Regions from separate parts of the Rattus norvegicus genome. Here region 1 is linked to region 2. A link is a contact called in public Hi-C data. All regions are on one chromosome and are shown on one strand. The core of a region is the stretch at or near the end of the contact, and the rest is flanking DNA. Distances in the headings are between cores, read along the strand shown. Region 1 overlaps C3h9orf50 (similar to human chromosome 9 open reading frame 50). Region 2 has its middle 120 kb from the start of C3h9orf50.

Evidence for each region. Hi-C and Micro-C count contacts between places; a contact is called where the count stands out from the background.
Region 1: a Hi-C map of the A7r5 cell line shows a contact between it and region 2, with 9 times the contacts expected there. The contact joins two enhancer-like sites. A contact is called at or near these places in 1 of 12 Hi-C or Micro-C datasets (the A7r5 cell line) and 1 of 1 datasets of contacts at active chromatin or transcription factors (oligodendrocytes).

The regions. Positions count from the first base shown.
Region 1 is chr3:34,474,442-34,479,026 of GRCr8, forward strand. C3h9orf50 (similar to human chromosome 9 open reading frame 50) reads right to left here. Exons shown (of 6, transcript NM_001100979.1): 6 at 4,084-4,297. The coding sequence ends at 4,190. Among named protein-coding and RNA genes, the nearest start is that of C3h9orf50, 8.0 kb to the right of the region's middle. Within about 2 kb of position 3,155, at least 35 of the 93 cell types and tissues checked have an H3K27ac peak or open chromatin away from gene starts, as enhancers often do. A contact at or near this core is called in the A7r5 cell line, where this site is marked.
Region 2 is chr3:34,361,843-34,366,335 of GRCr8, forward strand. No RefSeq gene overlaps it. Among named protein-coding and RNA genes, the nearest start is that of C3h9orf50, 120 kb to the right of the region's middle. Within about 2 kb of position 3,014, at least 30 of the 93 cell types and tissues checked have an H3K27ac peak or open chromatin away from gene starts, as enhancers often do. A contact at or near this core is called in the A7r5 cell line, where this site is marked.

The DNA of each region.
Region 1 (4,585 bases), core at 1,905-4,404, 110 kb after region 2:
TTTGTTTTTTTTTTTTTTCGGAGCTGGGGACTGAACCCAGGGCCTTGCGCTTCCTAGGTAAGCTCTCTACCACTGAGCTAAATCCCCAGCCCCTTGGTCTTGACTCTTAAAGAGTCAGCTGTTGTAAGTCCCATGAACTAGTCATAGCAGAAAGGCCGAAGTTCAAGGCCACGGGCCATAAAGCCAGCCAGGCACTGAGGCAGTCTCTGCTGGTTTATAGGCTGCCCTTCCCCCAGCCCTCCTCAGTGTTACTTCATGGGTAGGGGTGTTTTGCCTGCTTCTATATATGTGCCCCATGCGTGTGTGGCCATGAGGGCCAGGAAAAAGACATCTAATGGCCTGGATGTAACTAGAGTTACAGGCAGCTGTGAGCCACCATGTGGGCACTGGGGACCAATCTCTTGGTCTTTATAAGAACAGCCAGTGTTTTAACCAATGAGCCATCTCTCCAGACCGAGGTCACTCATCTTCCTTACGGACACACTAGGTAGTGGAGGCCGGCAGCCTCTCCCATGGGACACTTGCTGGGCAGGGACCTCACCAGCACTCAGAGGCCCCACTCACATCAGCAAATCCAACTGAGAATGTGGGGGACACAGGACCTTAGTCCTCCTAAACAGTAGAACGGCAGCCGGCGTCCCTGGAGTACTGGTAGGGCTGGTTTCACTGGAAAGCCCCTTCTCAGGCCTGCCTGGACTTGCCAACTGCCTGTGAGGGTCCTGTCTGGCCACCAGGGAACCTTCTTGATACCACCAGTCCCTGCTTTTCAGGTTAGTCTGCCAAGTCCCCTCCCCTACTGGAGCTTCAGTGTCGTGGGGGAGGGGGAAGGTTTGGCGGGCTACAGAGGGCTACCCCACTAGGTCAGCCTCCAGTGGGAGCCACACTGTGTAACTGAGCTGAAAATGGGTCAGATTTCTCTGGTCCTCAGCTTCCCAGAACGGGCTCTCCTGAGCGTGGTTTCTAAGAAACCCAGTGTACAAATGAGGCCTGGTGGCTGCAGGAAACTGAGTATGGCTCAGTCTTTGTCTCTCTGGTCTTGGGGTGCTCTGGTTACCTAGAACTTCGCAGACTACCAAGCTGGTTTCGAACTCTGAGATCCTCCTGCCTCTACCTCTCAAGTGCTGGGATTAAACCCATGTGCCACGAATTCCAGCTGTCTCACTCTCCCTCTTTCGAGGGCTTTTTTTTTTTTTTTTTTTTTTTTTTTGGTTTTTTTTTCGGAGCTGGGGACCGAACCCAGGGCCTTGCGCTTCCTAGGCAAGCGCTCTGCCACTGAGCCAAATCCCCAACCCCTCCAGGGCTTATTTTTAAAGCCAAGCACAGCTGCGCACACCTTCAATCTCTCAGCACTCGGGAGGCGGAGGCAAGAGGATCTCTAAGTTCAAAGTCAGCCTGGTCTGTAGAGTGAGTTCCAGGACAACCAGAGCTACATAATGTGACACCGTCAGGGAAAAAAAAAAATTTTTTTTTAAAATTGTGTTTGTGTGTGCACATGCAAATGTGCCCGTGAGCATGCACGCATGTGAATGAACGTGAGTGAAGTTACTGCAGAGTCCAGAAGAGAAGGTACAGGCAGTTGTGAACTGATGTGGGTGCTGGAAACCAAACCCAGGACCTCTGAGAGAGCAGCAAGTGCTCTTAACCACTGAGCCATCTCTCCTGCCCACACTGTGGGGACCAGACCCAGCTCCTCACACATGGCAGTGTAAGCAGCAGCCCTCACTTCTAGGGCTAATGAGTCACCACCAGGGTACAAAGACTCACAAGGCAGAGAACATTCCAGAGAAAGGGGCAGGGCTTCCTGTCAGAGTGGGGACACCCTGCATCTGTCAACGAGCCTAGTTCCCATGCCCTACTTGACTTGGCCCAAGAGATATAGTCTGTGGTGGTGATCAGGGAGATGAGAGAGTTGGGAAGGCCTCACCCGGGAGAGGAACAGACCAGCCCTAAAGCACATGGTACACGGCTACCACACCCACTATGCTACTGGAAAGGGACCCAAAGCTAGGATTTTCCCCCAGCTCCCCTGTGCCTGGGGGCCACCTTTAAAGGCCCCACGAGGCATGGCAGGCATGGTGGCACACACTTTAATCCTAACACTGAGGTGGGCAAAGGCGGGCAGATCTCTGAGTTCCAGGCCAGCCTGGAGTGATCACAGAGTGATCACAGACCAGGTCCACAGTGAGGCCCTGCTCAACCATCCAGACAAAAAGGTTCAGTACAGGCTCTGGGAAGGAGAATGGAATCACTCTGAGGAAAGACCTAGGTTGTTTGAAAGGGGTCTTTTCCCAGTTTCAGCATTCCCAGCCCCTTCTTGGTCACCTAAGTTCAGGCACCACACGAACTGCCATGTTGTGGGTGTAGGCTGATGACACTTCTGAAGTCCTCTAGGACCCTGGTCCTCCAGAGGTCCATGGTACATACTTCAGTGTGCAACACAAGCTCTGAAGTGTGTTACCTCTGTGTGTGGAATGGGCTGTGTGTGCATTCTTTCTGGGGTAAGTATGCCTGGCTTCCCCGTGTGGGAGGACGTCTGTGTGCCATGTGTATGGTCCCATGTATCATGTGCTGTGTGTATCTGTGTTTATGTGGTATGTGTGCGAGTACCTCTTTGTGTCTGTTTTTCCATGTGTATGATGTGTTGTTACATGTGTGCCTGTGTCCATGTGTATCAGTTGTGTGTGTGTGTGTGTGTGTGTGTGTGTGTGTGTGTGTGGTGTGTGCTTCTCCATGTGTGGTATCTGTACATGTTGTATATACAGTGTGTGTTATGTACCTGGACTGTGTCTGCTGTGAACATCTGTGGTATGGTTTTCTACGTGTGTGGGGTCTCTATTGGTGTCGTATGGTGTGCCTGTCTGTGTGTTCTCCCTGTGTGTGGGGTCTCCAGGTGGTGGTGAGTATGTGCTGTCCTCTGTGTGTGGGGTCTCTGTGGTGTGTCCTACTTCGACCTCCAAGATTTTTTCCTTGCATGGGTCTGTTCTGTGCGTTACCAGCCTCTCCGTGAAGGTCAGGTCTCCCGGTTGCAGACTGGAGGCCGAGTTCCCCACAGTGGGGAGCGCAGAACCCAGGATTCAGGGATCACAGCGAGCACTGCCTAAGGGAAAGTTTTCAACACCGGACTAGAGCTGAAGTTTCGCGGCGCAAAGCCAGGCCAACACTGCCCCCGCGCGGTGCGGCGCGGCGCTGCAGGCGGCCGGGGAAACAGAGGCAGAACCCGCACCCGCGGTGCGCAGCACTCCAGAATTCCACGTCCTGGGTCTCAGCCTGAAAGCCCAGAAAGGGACCGAGGCCCGCTCCAGCCCAGCGCAGATGACGTTGACGCATCGCGTCGCATACCGGGTCCGGATCTACCTTTCTTCAGCCCTTCATCATCCCCAGCCCATCTGGTCCCTAAGATGACCGGCCCAGTCCAGCCCAAACCCCCAGCATTCGGTCCTCCCAGTTAGACTCCACTCCGCGCCGAGTCCGAGCCGTTTCTTCAAGGGCCAGCAGGTGGCGATAAAGACCTGGCCAGAGCGCAAGAACAAGGTGAAACTCCAAAGAGGGAGGGCTGGCTCCCAGGCTTCCCCCAGGGGTTGGGACATGGAGTGATGGGGCACTTGGGTGTATGTCAGTGTCTAGGTTAGTGCAGCAGATAAATGCTAGGAGGCGCCTGCCACCTTGACTCAGGCCACTTCCCCATGTGGATCTGAACTGCATCAGGCTAAAAGGACTAAGAATTACCCATACACAGGCCTCTTTTTCCTGGGCTGGGGTCTAGATACCCATACCCTCTACTAAAAGTTGGGCAGAGAAGCCTCTGGCGCTAAAGACAAGTTGTTTATCCACTCTCCTAGGCTGAGGTCATGGCTGGGGGTCTGCTTCAGGTATGGGTTGATTTAGGTTTGAGGTTGTGTAGTGAGTGCCCCCCACCCCTTGGGAAAGCATCCCTTAGGACAAGCTGAGCCCCTCGGGTGCCCTGTCCCCCCCCATATCACCAGCCTCATCCCAGCTGTGAATCCGCCCTAATCTCCCCCACCCAGGAATCCAAGTGGTCCCCAATCAGGCACCCAGAATGGCTCATACTGGAGGACCTAGTGATCCATCCCAGCCACCTGGGAGGTGTGTTTATTTGTGGGGCGAAGAAGCACTCTCCTCATTGCCTGGCATGGGTACACTTCTGAGCAGGGGGGCCTCTGGCAGGCATTCACCTGTGAGCCTGCTGCCGGTTTGTGGTCGGCAGAAGGAGCTGGTAGCCCTTAGGGCGGCCTTGCTTTAGAACGGTCTGCAGCACCAAACTGGGCAGAAAGGATTCCTAGAGGGAGCAAGGCACTGCTGAGGGGAGCCCAGGGAGGAGACGGGGAGCAGACAGGTTCCCTGGGAGCCCAGGTGGGAGGAGACAGGTCCCCGGGGCCCGGGGGTGGGGCGTGGCGGCAGGTGGTCCCTCCCTGCAGTTGGTCTAGACTGAAGCACAGCCCACCCACTCACTAGCCAGGCTCAAGGACTTCCTCCCCCTCCGCTCCACACCGAGGGAGGCCAGGCCACACAAATCCAACAGAGAGGCTCCCCTGCAGAGTCACTGAGGGCTGGTGCTTCTGCTGGC
Region 2 (4,493 bases), core at 1,764-4,263:
TGGAACAGATCTTTACAACACCACCCAGCACTGTGAAAACGCAGCGGTGACTCGTCTTGTAATCCCAGCACACCGAAGTGGAGGCTGGAGGATCAGGATCTTGATCAAGGTCATCTCCAACTCGATGGAGGAATCCGAGGGCAGACCGAGAGCCATATTCCCTCCCCTCCCACCCATCCCCACCCCTGAGAGAGCACAGGTTGTCTTGCAGTGGGGATGGGCTCTCTTGATAGACCGTGTGAGCACCAGTTGTTTGTCTGCCTCACCGTGGGGAAGACCCTGGTGATCAGAAGACATCAGTCACCATCCCTCTTCTCCCCTACTGGAGTGAGAGGAAGAAGATGGCTTTCTTTTCCTGATCTGTCGCCTGTCCCCCTCCATCATAAAGCCAGGCGTAGCTCCGGGTCCAAAAGAGTCAGAGGTGACTTCTGCATGGAGCACTCAAGCTTCCCAACATCCCTTGGAGTGCCTGCTTTGTGTCCCTGTCCAGCAGACCCCACCGCCTGGGGTTCCCCAGAGGGCAGAGGAAGCTTGTGTTCCATGCACACAGCCTGCCTTCTCCCCTGTCAACCACCTGGCCCTCCGGGCACAGCACAGAAGCAGTGGTCCCCAACCAGCTCGCTCCTGCCCATCTACAGCTCCTGCATCCTCTCTGGGCTGCAGCAGCTCTCCGCTCAAGGTCAAGGAACAAACAGATAAACCCTGTCCTTGGAGCCAGCAGGGAGACAGCCTCCAGCTCCAATCCAATTCTGAGTCAGGGCCAGGGACTGCGTTTCTGAGAATGTGGCGACCGGAAGGAGATTTTTCTGCGGCCATGAAATGAGTGAAAACGTTTTGTAGGCAGAAAAAGAGGCCAAACAGTCGGCTTTGTTTTAAGGCACAAATACCGCATACAAAGAGCTAGACTGAGCAGGAAAGGTCTGGGGGTGGGAAACTAGAATATTCTTATAGCCCTACTGATATTTCTCTTCCTGGGGGCCTGATGTTAGACAGGGCGTAGAGAGCTTGGGATTGCGACCAGGCTCATGGGGCCTAAGTAGAGTCAAGGGGAGGAATGAGCAGAGAATCGAAGACTCCAGAATTTTCTGGGCTTTTGGCCAAGATCGCCCAGCAGTTCAGCTGGGACTATGGCTTTGTGGATTTACTGTGGAAAGCCATGAACTTGATGGACCCTTTTTTTACAGGAGCCCAGAGATGTCAACCATCGGCCAGTTTGGGAAGGGTCGCACAGGCCAAGATGGGATGTGTAAGACCCTATCCAGAGGGCAATGGGGGAACATAGCTGTCTACGTTATATTTCAGAAGGAACAGTGGTGTGTGGGGGTTCAGGCCCAGAGACTGGGGAAGGGCAGAGGAAGGTCCGCTCCACAATCAGTGTCCAGAGGCTTCACAGGGAGCGGGAGTGGACATGATCGAAACATGATGGGGGCAGAGCCACAGGTACAGGTGACACTGGACACAAGGAGCTGTTTGAAAAGGGAGACAGGGTTGGGGATTTAGCTCAGTGGTAGAGCATTTGCCTAGGAAGTGCAAGGCCCTGGGTTTGGTCCCCAGCTCCGGAAAAAAAAAAAAAGAAAAAAAAAAAAAGAAAAAAAAAAAAAAAAGAAAAGGGAGACAAAGGGAAAGAGATTGTGTGGGTGTACTGGAGATCTCTCTCTCTCTCTCTCTCTCTCTCTCTCTCCCCCTCCCTCCCTCCCTCCCTCCCTCCCTCTTTTCCTCTTTTGAGCCTTAGGTACTATTGGTCAGGACACCAAGAAGAAGGTACAGCTTTGATCCCCAAAGGCCCAAATCCATAGAAATCAAAGCCTGCACAGGGGTCTGTAAGGCTGTGCGTGTGTGCGTGTGTGTGTGTGTGTGTGTGTGTGTTTCACATGTGCTTGACAGTGCAGTGGGGGAGTGTGAGGGGGTAAGAGCAGAATGGTGCCTTTCTGGAGGGTGGATATCAGGCATCTAAAGGTCCGGCCCTTGACCTTCTCTAGTGTTCCAGGGCATTCAGGCTGGCCTCTAAGAGCACCCACCCTCTCACACTGACTGACCTGGGTGTCTCCTACTTCACTGACCCCCACACTGGGGTGCACCGGCTTTCCTCCTTGGAAAGATACCCTCTGACTGGTCCTGCGGGACATAGGTGGATGTGGCTGCTGGAGGGATGGCTAGGCTCTGAGGACTAGTGGGCAAGGGCACAGATGACAGTGCGTTAGACACACAGAAGCCTGAGAGCAGAGGAGCCGTTGTTTCGCCCAGAGCATAGACGAGATCCATGGAGGAGTGGCTGGGTGAACGATGTATAGTGTAGGGGGGATGGGCATTACACAAGGACAGGGTGACCCAAGGAACTCGATATTTGTTGACAGCCAGTCCTGTGTTGACCCTTCCTCTGGTTTCTTAGTTTCCCTAGAGCCCCTCCCTCCTTACTTCTGGAGGGCACAGCTCTGGACACCCTACACATACACCGGGACTTCCGTCCCTTTGTGTGGAGCCTAACTCTTCACTCAGGGCTTTGGGTTTGGCTGAGAGGCCTAGTTATTTGTCAGGGCTCATGACTGGGGCGACTGGGGCAGAAGTAGGAAGTTTAGGTGTTCTCCACCCACACCCTCCACTCACTTCCTTCCTGGCTTTCTGCTGTCTCCCCACTTCTTCCTTCTTCCCCATCTTCCTCCCTCCTCCCTCCTCCCTCCTCCCTCCTCCCTCCTCCCTGGCTCTGTCCTCTTCCAGGAGAGCACCCAGATGGGCTGGGCCAGTGGGCAGGTATAGCCTCAGCCAAGACCTGCACTAACGCTGGCGCCCTTGGCTCTGGCAGGCCCAGGCATTCGGGTCCCGCGCCTGGTGCCCGCCCCTCCCCGCAGCTCCGATTTTCAGCTTGGGTTTGATCGGCTGCCAGGATCTCCCAAATGTCAGCAGCAGCATTCGCGTCTTTAAGAGAGCGCCCGAGGCGATCTTTAAGCGGGGAGGCTGGGGCCGGCGCTGACGAGGGAACGCTGCTGACAGCCTCGCTCGTGCCTCCCCAGCCAGCTTGCAGAGCTGCAGCCCCGCTCTGGGCCTGGACTCATTTTGAAGCCTGGGGTAAAACCAGGCTAGGCCAGGAGCTGAGTAGCAGGACCCCTGCTGGAAGCCAAGAGGGCCAGGCATTAATAGACCAAATACAGCTTTAAGTGCTGCCCAACAGGCAGAGAAGGGCAGTTTCTCCTTCCTCACCTTGAAGGGACATATTTAGGGAGAGGAGATATGGGGAAGGCTCCAAACTTTGGCCTAGCTGGTGTTCAGATCTGTAGTGAGAGCTGTGTAGCCTTGGGAAAGTTGCTGGCCCTCTCTGAGCCTCAGCCCTCTCATCGGAGAAGAGTGCTCAGGGGGCTAGAACACTGGTATAGAATTGCCGGGGCTCCAGGGTCATGAAGAGAGGAACAGCCTTATGGGGTATGTGGTGGGTACCCCAAGAAATTGCCCTTTCTCCTGCCTGCTCCCTCTTCCCTGCAGCTTTCTAACCACTTTTATGACAGAGGCTGCTATCTCTCCCAAAGATTCCCGTCCACCCACAGGACACCGATGATCATGACCACCCAACTTCTCAGGCGTCCAGTGCCCCCCTCAGAGAAAGGGAAACCAGAGTTCAGTCCCCACCCAAGGAAGATGTGCTGGGGAAGGTGGCTGCATGGACTTCCCGTCCCCTAGATGTAGCTTCTCTGGGACCAGGCAGAGTGGGTGTGAAACTGGGAGAAGGTGGTGTCCATCCAGTGAGGTCCAGGATTGGCATCTCACTCACCAAGGAATGTTCTGAATGGGAGTCACAGGGTTGAGGCACAGAATGGTTGTGAAATAAAATCAGAATGCATGGATGAGGGTGGGGAGAAACATAGACAGGCAAAAGGTGGGGAAGGATGGCTGGATGGGTGGTGAGTGGGTGGGCACCTGGGAAGATGGATGGGTGGATGGATGGACAGGTGGATGGATAGGGGAACAGATGGGTAGAATGTGAGGTGGGCGGGTGTCTGGAGATAGTGAATTGAGGCCGTGTGTAAGTGGATGGATGGATGGATGGATGGATGGATGGATGGATAGATGGGTGGATGGGTGGATTCTGAGGTGAATGGGCAGATGGGAACTGCGTGAGTGAGAGGGGAGACAGACGGACGGGAGGAAGGATGGGAGGAGGAGTCTGTAAATGGAGGTGACCCTGACCACCAGTGAAGACCACATTCAGAAAATGGTAGCTTTGCCTTCAGCCTGTCATGATGCTCTGTGAGACTTGGAAAATCATCTGGGCCTCAGCTTCCTCATGTGTCTAAAAAGGACAATAGTATGTGGACACACACATGCATACACACACACCCCACATACATCCCACACATTCCCCCCACTACACACACACACACTACACATATACACATATACACTACACACATACCCCACATACATCCCCCACACACACTACACACACACCCCAGAGACATCCCACACATACTCCCCATACACACTACCCACACACCACATACACA